Linked DNA regions of Mus musculus: regions 2 and 3 are each linked to region 1. A link is a contact called in public HiChIP or PLAC-seq data. All regions are on one chromosome and are shown on one strand. Each heading gives the region's core, a stretch centred on a gene start, on an enhancer-like site or on the middle of the called end of the contact. The rest is flanking DNA. Distances are from core to core; before and after follow the strand shown. Region 1 holds the start of Tbk1 (TANK-binding kinase 1). Region 2 holds the start of BC048403 (cDNA sequence BC048403). Region 3 overlaps Rassf3 (Ras association (RalGDS/AF-6) domain family member 3).

Evidence for each region. HiChIP or PLAC-seq counts read pairs in DNA pulled down with a chosen protein or histone mark.
Region 2: a contact with region 1 is called in an H3K27ac HiChIP or PLAC-seq map of bone marrow-derived dendritic cells, with 3 times the contacts expected there. The contact joins the promoter of BC048403 here to the promoter of Tbk1 in region 1. A contact is called at or near these places in 6 of 484 Hi-C or Micro-C datasets (CD4 T cells, CD8 T cells, Th1 cells and 2 more), 2 of 115 datasets of contacts at active chromatin or transcription factors (bone marrow-derived dendritic cells and memory CD8 T cells) and 1 of 9 other capture datasets (adipose tissue).
Region 3: a contact with region 1 is called in a FOXA1 HiChIP or PLAC-seq map of pancreatic cancer cells. The contact joins the enhancer-like site here to the promoter of Tbk1 in region 1. A contact is called at or near these places in 1 of 39 promoter capture datasets (liver), 1 of 484 Hi-C or Micro-C datasets (cerebellar granule neurons), 3 of 115 datasets of contacts at active chromatin or transcription factors (bone marrow-derived macrophages, extraembryonic endoderm stem cells and pancreatic cancer cells) and 3 of 9 other capture datasets (adipose tissue, liver and pancreatic islet).

Annotation. Positions count from the first base shown.
Region 1 is chr10:121,585,225-121,588,518 of GRCm38.p6, forward strand. It overlaps Tbk1 (TANK-binding kinase 1), which reads right to left and starts at 1,570. Exons shown (of 21, transcript NM_019786.4): 1 at 1,471-1,570. Xpot (exportin, tRNA (nuclear export receptor for tRNAs)) reads right to left here. Exons shown (of 25, transcript NM_001081056.2): 25 at 2,156-3,294.
Region 2 is chr10:121,738,195-121,741,488 of GRCm38.p6, forward strand. BC048403 (cDNA sequence BC048403) reads left to right here and starts at 1,736. Exons shown (of 3, transcript NM_173022.3): 1 at 1,736-2,016. The coding sequence starts at 1,782.
Region 3 is chr10:121,453,751-121,457,044 of GRCm38.p6, forward strand. The region is part of intron 1 of Rassf3 (Ras association (RalGDS/AF-6) domain family member 3); the gene reads right to left. Among named protein-coding and RNA genes, the nearest start is that of Rassf3, 21 kb to the right of the region's middle. Within about 2 kb of position 1,566, at least 34 of the 459 cell types and tissues checked have an H3K27ac peak or open chromatin away from gene starts, as enhancers often do. A contact at or near this core is called in pancreatic cancer cells, where this site is marked.

The DNA.
Region 1 (3,294 bases), core at 320-2,819:
ATCTGATAACCTAAGTTCAGTTCCCGGAACCCACATGGACTATCTGTGCCACGGCATGTATGAGACCGCGCGCGCGCGCGCACACACACACACACACACACACGTAAAAACCATCAAAAAGTAGTCATTCCCCTTACTTCTAAATGGACAGGATGTATATACACACACCAAGTATATATTACCAAATCCTAAGATGTACCAACTGCAGACTTGACTTTTAACACAAGAAGGCCATGCAACCGAATAGATGGCACCAACACCAGACAGATCAGACTCCTTTAAGACTGTTGTGAGGTCAGATAGCAAGTCCATTTCCAGTAAGCTAGAACTCTGATCTTCCAAGTTAGGGTCCTGGGAAATGCCCAAGAGTCCAAGGTTCGACAATCTCTTACACAGTACTTATACTTAGAATTTTATCACCTATGTAATTTAGATAAGAAATTGTACAGCCATCTGTCTATTTGAAGTAAGCAAAAAAGGAACCCTTTTCGAAAACAACAAATGCACTTACCACTTAACTACGTACGCTCCATTCAAGGGGCGATAAACCCAAATATGTAACGGGAAACCTTCCCTAATTGATGCTGCACTGCTGTTAAATAACTGTAAAGGACAGATTCATCACCAAGTGCGCATATGTCTCTAGTGGGTAGCTGAAAACATATTTATCAGCTAAGATATATAAGATAAGCTCTCTCTCTATACCAATATAAAAAGATGGGTCCGCAATAGTAATGGTCTGAAACTTTTCCAGGAACCCCCTCGGGACTAAAACATGACTCAGCACACCCAACGGATGCTTGCTATGTAAATCTCCCCAAATCCTGACAAGTGTATTATCTGGCATTCAACAAGTAAGTTATCTGTGATTCTGTAGGCAGTCTACTTCCTTTGATTGCTTAAAGCGAAAGTTACCGAGGATAAAACAGGTCTGGTGACATGGTGTAGGGACAAAAGTTCCAGGATTTCCCAACTCTCCCTCTATGTCACCCATTTACTCCGTAGATAGCAGAGGTCCCGGAATGGGAAAGGTCGGGTTTTGACAGTTCTCGGGGGAGAATCCGTCTTGGGACGCCTGACAGAAAACACCAGGGGAATGGATCCGGGAAATAAATCCAGCAGGTCGGGGAGGAACGAGAAGACAGGGGGGTTTGCATTTCGCTGTGTACATTAAAAACGTCTGGTGCCGGTATCCTCGGGTGAGTCAACCCTCGGGAACGCCAGTCCGTCTAAAAACTGCCGGCGGCGGCAGCTGGACCAAGGGTGGGAGCGGCGAGTCAACTCCGGCCAGGGCAGCCCCGGTGCCCGGGCGGCCGCCAGGGCCCATCCCGGGCGAGCGCGAGGCTGCGGGGCTCCCGGGGCCGCGGCCCCGCGCTGACTCAGCACGCCGCCTCCCCGACCCCTGGGCGCGCCCCCGCCCGGCCCCTCCGGCCCCGTCCGCCCCCACCGGCCTCCGCCCGCCCCTCTTACCCCGCGAGTGTCCGCCGCGTACAGCCCGCGGCTCCCGGGCCTTCTCGCGCCCCAGGCTACTTCCGGCTTCGCCAGCCCGGGCCACGGAGCACGTGACCGAGTGCGGGGCGCGCCTGCGCGTGCGTACTCCGCGGCGGCCGAGCTCGCTGGGCTGCAGTCTCCAGTGCGGGCGGGAGGAGCTAAGGGAGTGCGGGGCGGCCGGCGTGCGGCAAGGAGGTGACGCCCACGGCCACCCGTGGACAGCGGGCTGGCCGCCGATCGCTTTCGCAGAGTAGATGGGGCGGGTTTGTGTTTCAACGTCGCTTGGCTGCTGCGTGAAGCAAGTATCCGTTCATGCCATCAGTACTCTTTAAGTCGCTTTCAGTTTCTGTTTTTGAAAATGGTAACACTGGAGACTTGAACTTGACAACTTAAGAGGTAAACTGCTGTATGATCAGGTCCTGCTCAAGCAGGCATTCCTTACAAGGATTTGCTTCCAAGGAAGCACGATGCACCAAATTCCTCTTTCTACCTAAGGCACCCTCCAGACCGAGGGCGAGCAGATCTCCGAGGACGGGAGCCGGGAGTGGTTAAGGGCTGGCAGAGGCGTTGACTGAAACAGGGGGCTGAAGCTGAATCTCTGCCCACTTCTAATCCGTTTTCATCAAACTCAAAATGGAGATTTTAAAAGGCCCACTCCAATGACTTCTTAGAAAGTTATTTTATTAGAATTTTAGACAGTTTAGGCAACAAGACCATTCTAACCGCAAATGCACGTCTTACAATAGAATATTTCAGTTCTGTTAATGACATGACAGATTCATCCAAGTTTCTTCCAACAAAAAACCCAACGTTCAAAAGTTATGAAGTATGACTAAGCCAAAGGACTTCACATGTTTACCACAGAAGTGATACACAGTAAAATACCACATAATACTTCTAAAAAAGTCAAGCCACTTGTGAAACTATTAGCAAGCACAGAGACGGAAACTCCACTGGTTAGGCACAGGACTAACTCAGGCACCATAAAACCCTCTGTCTTCTCACCTGTAACAAATGAGATTCCCTAGAGAGAATTATTTGGGTGCTTGCTTTTAAAAATCAGGTACTCAATGACGGAAAGGCTTCTTGGTCATGACGGTACTTGGGTAATCTCAAGGAATGAAGATGAGGATCATTAGACATGATTACATTAAAATTAAGTTCCTTATGTATATGCTCTGATTTCCATGTCCTGATTTCTCAGGTCTAAACACATGAACCCTCTGTAGGGCTTTAGAGAGCCGTGTATGGACTCGATAGTACAGTAATACAAGCTAATACTGAGACCTGTGTTTTAATTCATTGGATTCTTTACAAGTTATGAGGTAGCTACCACTGTTCCCCATTTCTGACGGGGAAACCAAGGCAGGAAGAAGTTATTTAACTTGCTCAAGGTCCTAAAATCGGTTACTGGTGTTAAGTGGTGTTTGAATCTACTTAAATCTGGATCCAGAGTCCTCGTTATACAAGCTCGTAACTGCTGTGCTCTGCTACACACTAATTGTACACTTGTACAATTCTGCTGTGTCCCACAGATGCTATTACCTCTCCCACAGTGTACAGGAACATAGCAAAGCAACACCTGGTTTTGCTTGTCTTGGTTGTTGTTTTTGAAACAGGCCTTGGCCCCCTCTGAATGCAGTGATTACAGGCAGAAGCCACCAAACCTGCCCCACTTACCTATTTCTTAAAAACTGTTATTTATAGAAGTACTATATATACGTCACTATTTTCATCGTTCAAGAGATGAAATAGAGATCCTTAGCTGTCAATTTACTTCACTGCTTTTATTTTATAATGTAA
Region 2 (3,294 bases), core at 486-2,985, 150 kb after region 1:
TTGGATCCCTCGAGCTCATAGGCTAGCTAACCTAAACAATCTGTGGGCTCTAGGCTCAACGAGTGACCCGTGTTAAAGAAAAAGGGAGGGGAAAATTAAGAAAGACACCTGAAACAATAATATCCGGTCTCTACATGAAAGCACATACTGAGTATGTGCACTCAAACACACAGGCACACACTCATGTGAACACATGCCCCTACAACACACACACACACACACACACACACACACACACACACACACACACATTCCTGCTTGTTCCAGCCCCACTCACTCTGGCCCAAAGATTTATTTATTTATTATATGTAAGTACACTGTAGCTGTCTTCACACACACCAGAAGAGGGCGTCTGATCTCATTACAGATGGTTGTGAGCCACCATGTGGTTGCCGGGATTTGAACTCAGGACCTCCAGAAGAACAGTCAGTGCTCTTAACTGCTGAGCCATCTCTCCAGCCCACATAACAATATTTGAAACTTATTTTGGGTCTGGGTATCATTGACACACAGTAGGCAGAGGCCTCGGACTATTCAAGACCAACTCTCTCTACACAGACCCTTCAGCAGAAAGAAGTTTCACTTCATAAGGAGTATAGTAGTTAGCCTGCATTCTTTTGAATGGTTCAATTGGGTATAAAAATTGCATTTCATATTTCTCTTGAGACTAGTATGTACATAGCCTTTCAAACACGTGTTTTTGTGTGAGTATACCTGCGTGCTCATGTGGAAGTCAGGGGATAACGTGCAGGACTCAGCACTCCTCATGTAGGTTTCTAGCATCTGACTCAGAGCCTCAGGCAGGGCAGCGAGTGCCCCTACACAGTCATCTCAACAGGTCCATAACCTCTCGTTTTTACTGGTTAGAAAGAGATCTTGGCCCATTAAAACTTAAAACATTAGCCCTTTGTCTGGCATACCCTGTGACTATTTTTCCTAGGTTTGCATTATGTGAGAAGAAGGACTTTTAGGGACTGGGAAGAAAGCCAAAGGAAGATGAAGAGAGGAGTGTAAGAGAGAGAAGGAGAGATGGACATGGTCAAAGCATGATATATTCATGCGTGGAAATGTCCCAGTGAAACTCTCTAATTCGTACAATTTATACGTGAAATATTTCAAAGCACACTTGTGAGCTGAGATGGTTTAGTGTTCTTAAATGTCGTATGAACGTGTGAAGAAACTGCATGACAAAATGCACCGATTTCATGGGAAGTCATTCCTGACTCTGAGAACCCCCGCAAGGAAGCTTCATGGAGTTGGAGATGGATGGGCAACTCTGAAGAGAGTTGTAGCTCTGGAAGCTGACCGACTCATGCAGATCTGACTTAGCCAGGTATGTTAACTGATGGCGTGTGTCGGTTTGAAAACTAGGCGACTAGCTATGAACTCCTGTCTGGCTTCCATCTGACAACCTTGGTGGTGTAAGGGCTGATAAGGCTTCTGGCTCTGATGGACACGCAAGAGCTGACGTCAAGCCCGTGTGACGTCATCCGCGCTAAGGCGCTGGCCTCCAGGGGCCTCCGGAGGGCAGGAGACGTCCCGGGGCTGGAGGTGGCTCCGCTGCAGGTCTCTGGCTCTGGAAGCTCAGGTTCCTAGGCTTGGTAGCCACCTCCACCTTTCACCTCCGCCACGCCCTCTGCGAGCCCCGGGAGCATCCCGCCGCCAGCCGGCTCGCCCGCCCCGCCGCGGGCACGCGCACGCACGCAGCTGCGCACGCGCGTCCCCCTCAGAACCCGGAAGTGCGAGCGGAGCCACGTGGGTGGAGCTGGCGCGCAGGTCGCATGGGGGAGTCTATCCCGCTAGCCGCCCCGGTGCCGGTGGAACAGGCGGTGCTGGAGACGTTCTTCTCTCACCTGGGTATCTTCTCTTACGACAAGGCCAAGGACAATGTGGAGAAGGAACGAGAGGCCAACAAGAGCGCGGGGGGCAGCTGGCTGTCGCTGCTGGCGGCCTTGGCGCACCTGGCCGCGGCTGAGAAGGTCTATCACAGCCTCACCTACCTGGGGCAGAAACTAGGTACCTCCGCCCCGCCCCTGCCCCTGAGGAGGAAGGAAAGGGGGTGCGCTGCCTGGTCTGCTTGGCTTGGGTGCCTCGTCACTCCCAGCGGCAGGCTCCACTCTGCCCAGGTCTCCTCCCACCGGTGCCCCTTCTTCCCTAGTGTGCCGCAAGCTCCGCCCACCGGCCTGTGCCATCGCTGCCTAGGTGGACTGGGAGGATGCTCTTCCCTGGGCATGCTCCAAACCCCGTGGGTTTACGGTTTTGCACCGTGCATGGACTGGTTTCATAAATGACAAGTTAACCAAGTTCTGTGTCCCCGTTCTAACTCACTAGTTAGACCTCACTGCGGTCTGAGGAGCAAAAGCAGGCGATGGAAGCTAGGTGTGTTAATAAATGCTATTTTGTCTGGCCTCTTATACAGAGGGGCGTCCTGTCCCCTCTTCAGATCCTGGCCAGGAAGGGCAGGAATTATGCAAAACCTTAACTGGAGAAGCGTTAAGGGACAGGATAGTGAACACTGCTAGTCCTCATGTAAATTTTAACCCTCAAAATAAGATGCAGGACTACCACTACAAGAAACAGTCGGCTTCATAAAAGCCAAGGGCTGTGCATTCAAAGTATTACCTTTAATAATAATGACAAATGATAGCTGACTACCAAAAAATTGGAATAGGCAGTTGTAATACTTAGGTTTCTTCTTGACCCTTTAGTTATTACAAGTTGGAGGGCCTTTCGTGAGTGAAGGATACACATCTCTGGCATCAAAGAGAGTGAGAGTGTACGTTACATATAGAGTTGATCCCCTTCTATTGCCAGGTAGCTCGCTGAATACTGAACGTTTGGTAAACACTCTGGGCAAAGGACTTTCTGAGATGATAAGGCCTGTAGCTTTTCAAATGATTGTTACTTAGTTATTGGTAAAAAGTGGCCAGAGATTTTACTCTGTTTTTCTCTAATGGGCCCAAAGGTGCAATTGCTATTACAGGGTTACTGTCCTGTTTTCTACAGTGTAGTGAGTTGGGTATGCATTTTATGGGAGGTGGTGGGTCTCAAACCTGAACACACCTGCCTTGAATAACCAGATTGAGTGTGTGTGTGTGTGTGTGTGTGTGTGTGTATATATATATATATACATATATATGTATATATATCCTTTATTCAAAGCATGTACAAATATTATTTATATGATGACTATTCATGTATGCATTTGATATATATCATATATATGATACATTCTAGCAGTAATATCGAAGGTGGATAATATTCTGGCAGTTTGAGATGTTTTAGGCTTCCTCC
Region 3 (3,294 bases), core at 316-2,815, 130 kb before region 1:
TGTTAAGAAAAAAGGATCATGCAGATTATTCCTTACTCGTTCTCCTTTCCTATAGTGTTTCATCTCGCAGAAGGGTGCTCCGGCTCTGGAGGGCACCGCCAGTGTGTTTGCGCCAGGAGACAGTAAAGGACTGCTGCAGGCAGGTTCCGCACATCTGAACAGCTGTTCCCTGGCTCCACTCTTCTTGCAGTACCTGTCATGCCTTGCTCAATTAAAAAAAAAAAAAAATCCTTTGGCAAAAAAAAAAAAAAAAAAGAAAAAAGAAAAGAAAAAAAGAAGATGTTTCTCTGTGTAGCAGAGACCTGGCTGTCCTGGACTGATTTGTAGACCAGGCTGTCCTCGAACTCAAAGAAATTTGACTGCCTCTGCCTCCGAGTGCTGGAATTAAAGGTATGAGCCACCACACCTGGCTAGAGACAGCTCTTAATGACAACAAAATGTTTGGAAATCCCCAACTTCTTTGTAGCTGAGGCGACATTCATCATAGTCATTATAGCTTCCACTTTTGCCGTACGTGCATAACGTTCAGATGACAATGAATGTGACCCGAATGGAAATAGGAACCCTGGAAACTCAAAATGCAGGGGTTTCCTCCTAATGTCTCCAAGAGTTAAGCTATGAGTACAGCTTCAGAAATCTCAGTGACCTTTGCTAAAGAAGACGGGTTCTCAGCCCATATCAGATATCCTGTCTATCAGATTACTATTCACAACAGTAGCAAAAATCACAGCTATGAAGACGCAATGAAAACAACTTTATGGTTGGAGGAGGTTCACAACACGAGGAAGCTTATGAAAGGGTCGCAGAGTTAGGAAGGTTGAACTGTTGCTTTAGAGACAGTACATCTCCACTAAGTTCAGGCCTAACTTCACTATAACCTACGGCTTGTACCTACCTGGTTCCTCACATCGCCCAAGCTCCATGGCACTCAGCCCCTTTTCTCTGATCCCTGCGAATGTGACAGTCACCCCGGCTGCCCAGCCAGCCTGGCTTTTCTACCCCACCATCTCTCAGTGCATCTTCTTAGCAATGCCCTTGTCCAAGACCTTATCTACACCAAATGTCTCAGCACAGGTGAAGGGCCCTGTGTGTGTGCTGTGGCCAGTGGCCTGGGTGCCTTCACTGTACACCTCCCCGTGACCTCCCACTAGGCTGTGTGCTCAGGAGGCAAAGATACTACACTCCTCTGAGAAGCCTGCAGGGTGACGGCCCTGTGGATGAAGCAAACAGTCAAGAGGGCAGGAATGCTAAGTCAAGGAGGAAAGGATGCTGGCCACAGAATCAGCAGGGGAGCTTAGAGACCTTCATCCCACACAGACTCAGAGCAGCCCAACAATGCTGGAAATGCAGAGGACTTAGAGAATTTACTGTTTAGTAAACATTTTCACTTCACACCTGCAACAACACCTTTGGAAAAGGGAAGCAGAAAAAATGCAGGTTTTATGGCCCATTCAACCGAAAGGTCAAAGGGGCAGTTAAACTATGCAATCAGTCCATTCTCCTCCCAGCAGAGATAAGCCACCTGCAGAAGGACGAGGTGACCTCATGGTGGTAGTCCCAGAATTTGGAGGGTGTGGTCAGTGGTGTCAGGAGGACCAGGAAGTTAAAGTCATTCCTGAGCTACATAGCAGAGCTGGAGGGCAGCCCCAGACACTGGGATGGGCGTGGCACTCTTAGGAGATGTGGTCTTGTTGGAGTAGGTGTGTCCCTGTGGGTGTGGGCTTTAATACCTTAGTCCTTGCTGCCTGGAAGCCAGTCTTCTGCTAGCAGCCTGCAGATGAAGATGTAGAACTCTCAGCTCCTCCCGCACCATGCCTGCCTGGATGCTGCCATGCTCTCACCTTAATGATAATGGACTGAACCTCTGAACCTGTAAGCCAGCCAGCCCCAACTAAATGTCATCCTCATAAGAGTTGCCTTAGTCATGGTTTCTGTTCACAGCAGTAAAACCCTAAGACAGACACGTAACACTGTGTCAAAGATACCAGAGAGAGATAAGGCCTTGCATGGGAGATAGCGTAGTTACCAAGACCTGAATTTGATTCCTAGAACTCATGGGAGGGGGGATGCTGTGTGGTGGTCCTGTTTCAAGACTTCCCTCAGAAGCCATCAACTGTCAATAGTTACCCCACTGGGGGAAGAGGAGGTCTCTCCTGATCTCCTCTTCCATCCACACTAAAATATTGAGTGGCCAAGGCTTAATCTTGTAGGTTTTGTGCAGGCAACCATATGTACTATGAGTTCACCCGTACTGTGTCATGGCCCAAACACACTGGTTCTCTCTGGTTCCCCCCCAGTTTTCTAGTCAACGTAAATCTGAATAACAAAAATGTTGCTGTTATCAGCTCCTCCGTTGCTGCTATCAGCGTAAGCTACCAAGTCCCAGTAGTAAAGACAGCAGGGCACACAAGCAAGAGCAGACACACTGATATCATAGAACAGAGGACCCAGGTATAAGTCCACACACCTACAACCACCTGATTTTTGACAAAGAGACCAAAAATACAAACAGGAAAAAAGATGACATCTTTAACAAGTGGTGTTGGGGAAACAGGAGCATCTGCGTGCAGCCAAATGAAACTTGACCATTTCTCTGAACTGCACACAAACCCAACCCCAAACCAACCAGAGATCTCACTGTTAGACACTTCAGCATATAGTCCCTGGTAGACTTTCTGAATAGGATTCTGGCCACAGCAAGAAACAGGACCAACAACCAAGTTCACAAAATTGAAGAGCTTCTATGCTACAAAGCCACCCGCCGATCGCCTGAAGAGGCACCTACAGCATGGAACCATCTCTGCCAGCTAAGCATCCCATGAAGACTACTATATACAAATATACGAAGACCTCAAAAAGCAAAACACCAAGCAAACAAATAACCCAGTTAAAGCTGGCTATGGAACTAAACAGAGTCCTCAAAGAAAATACAAATGGCTAAGGAATGGTTTGGGGCTTTTTTTTTGTTTGTTTTTTTGTTTTTGTTTTGTTTTTGGGTTTTTTTGAAGTGTTCACCATCTTGAGACCCCAGGGAAATGCAAAATTAAAGCCACTTTGATATTTCACCTTACCCTAGTCATAATACTTAAAACTAAGAAAATAAAAGACAGAGGCCAGGTATAGTTTATAGTGGCATACACCTTTAATTCTAGAACTTAGGAGAAAGAGGCAGGAGGGTTTCTGAGAATTTGAAGTCATCCTGGTCTACAGAGTGAGCTCCAGGACAATCAGGGCTATAAAGAGGAAAACTCAGTCTCTAATAGAAAAAAGAAAAGTAAGTTGTTGGTCAGGAGT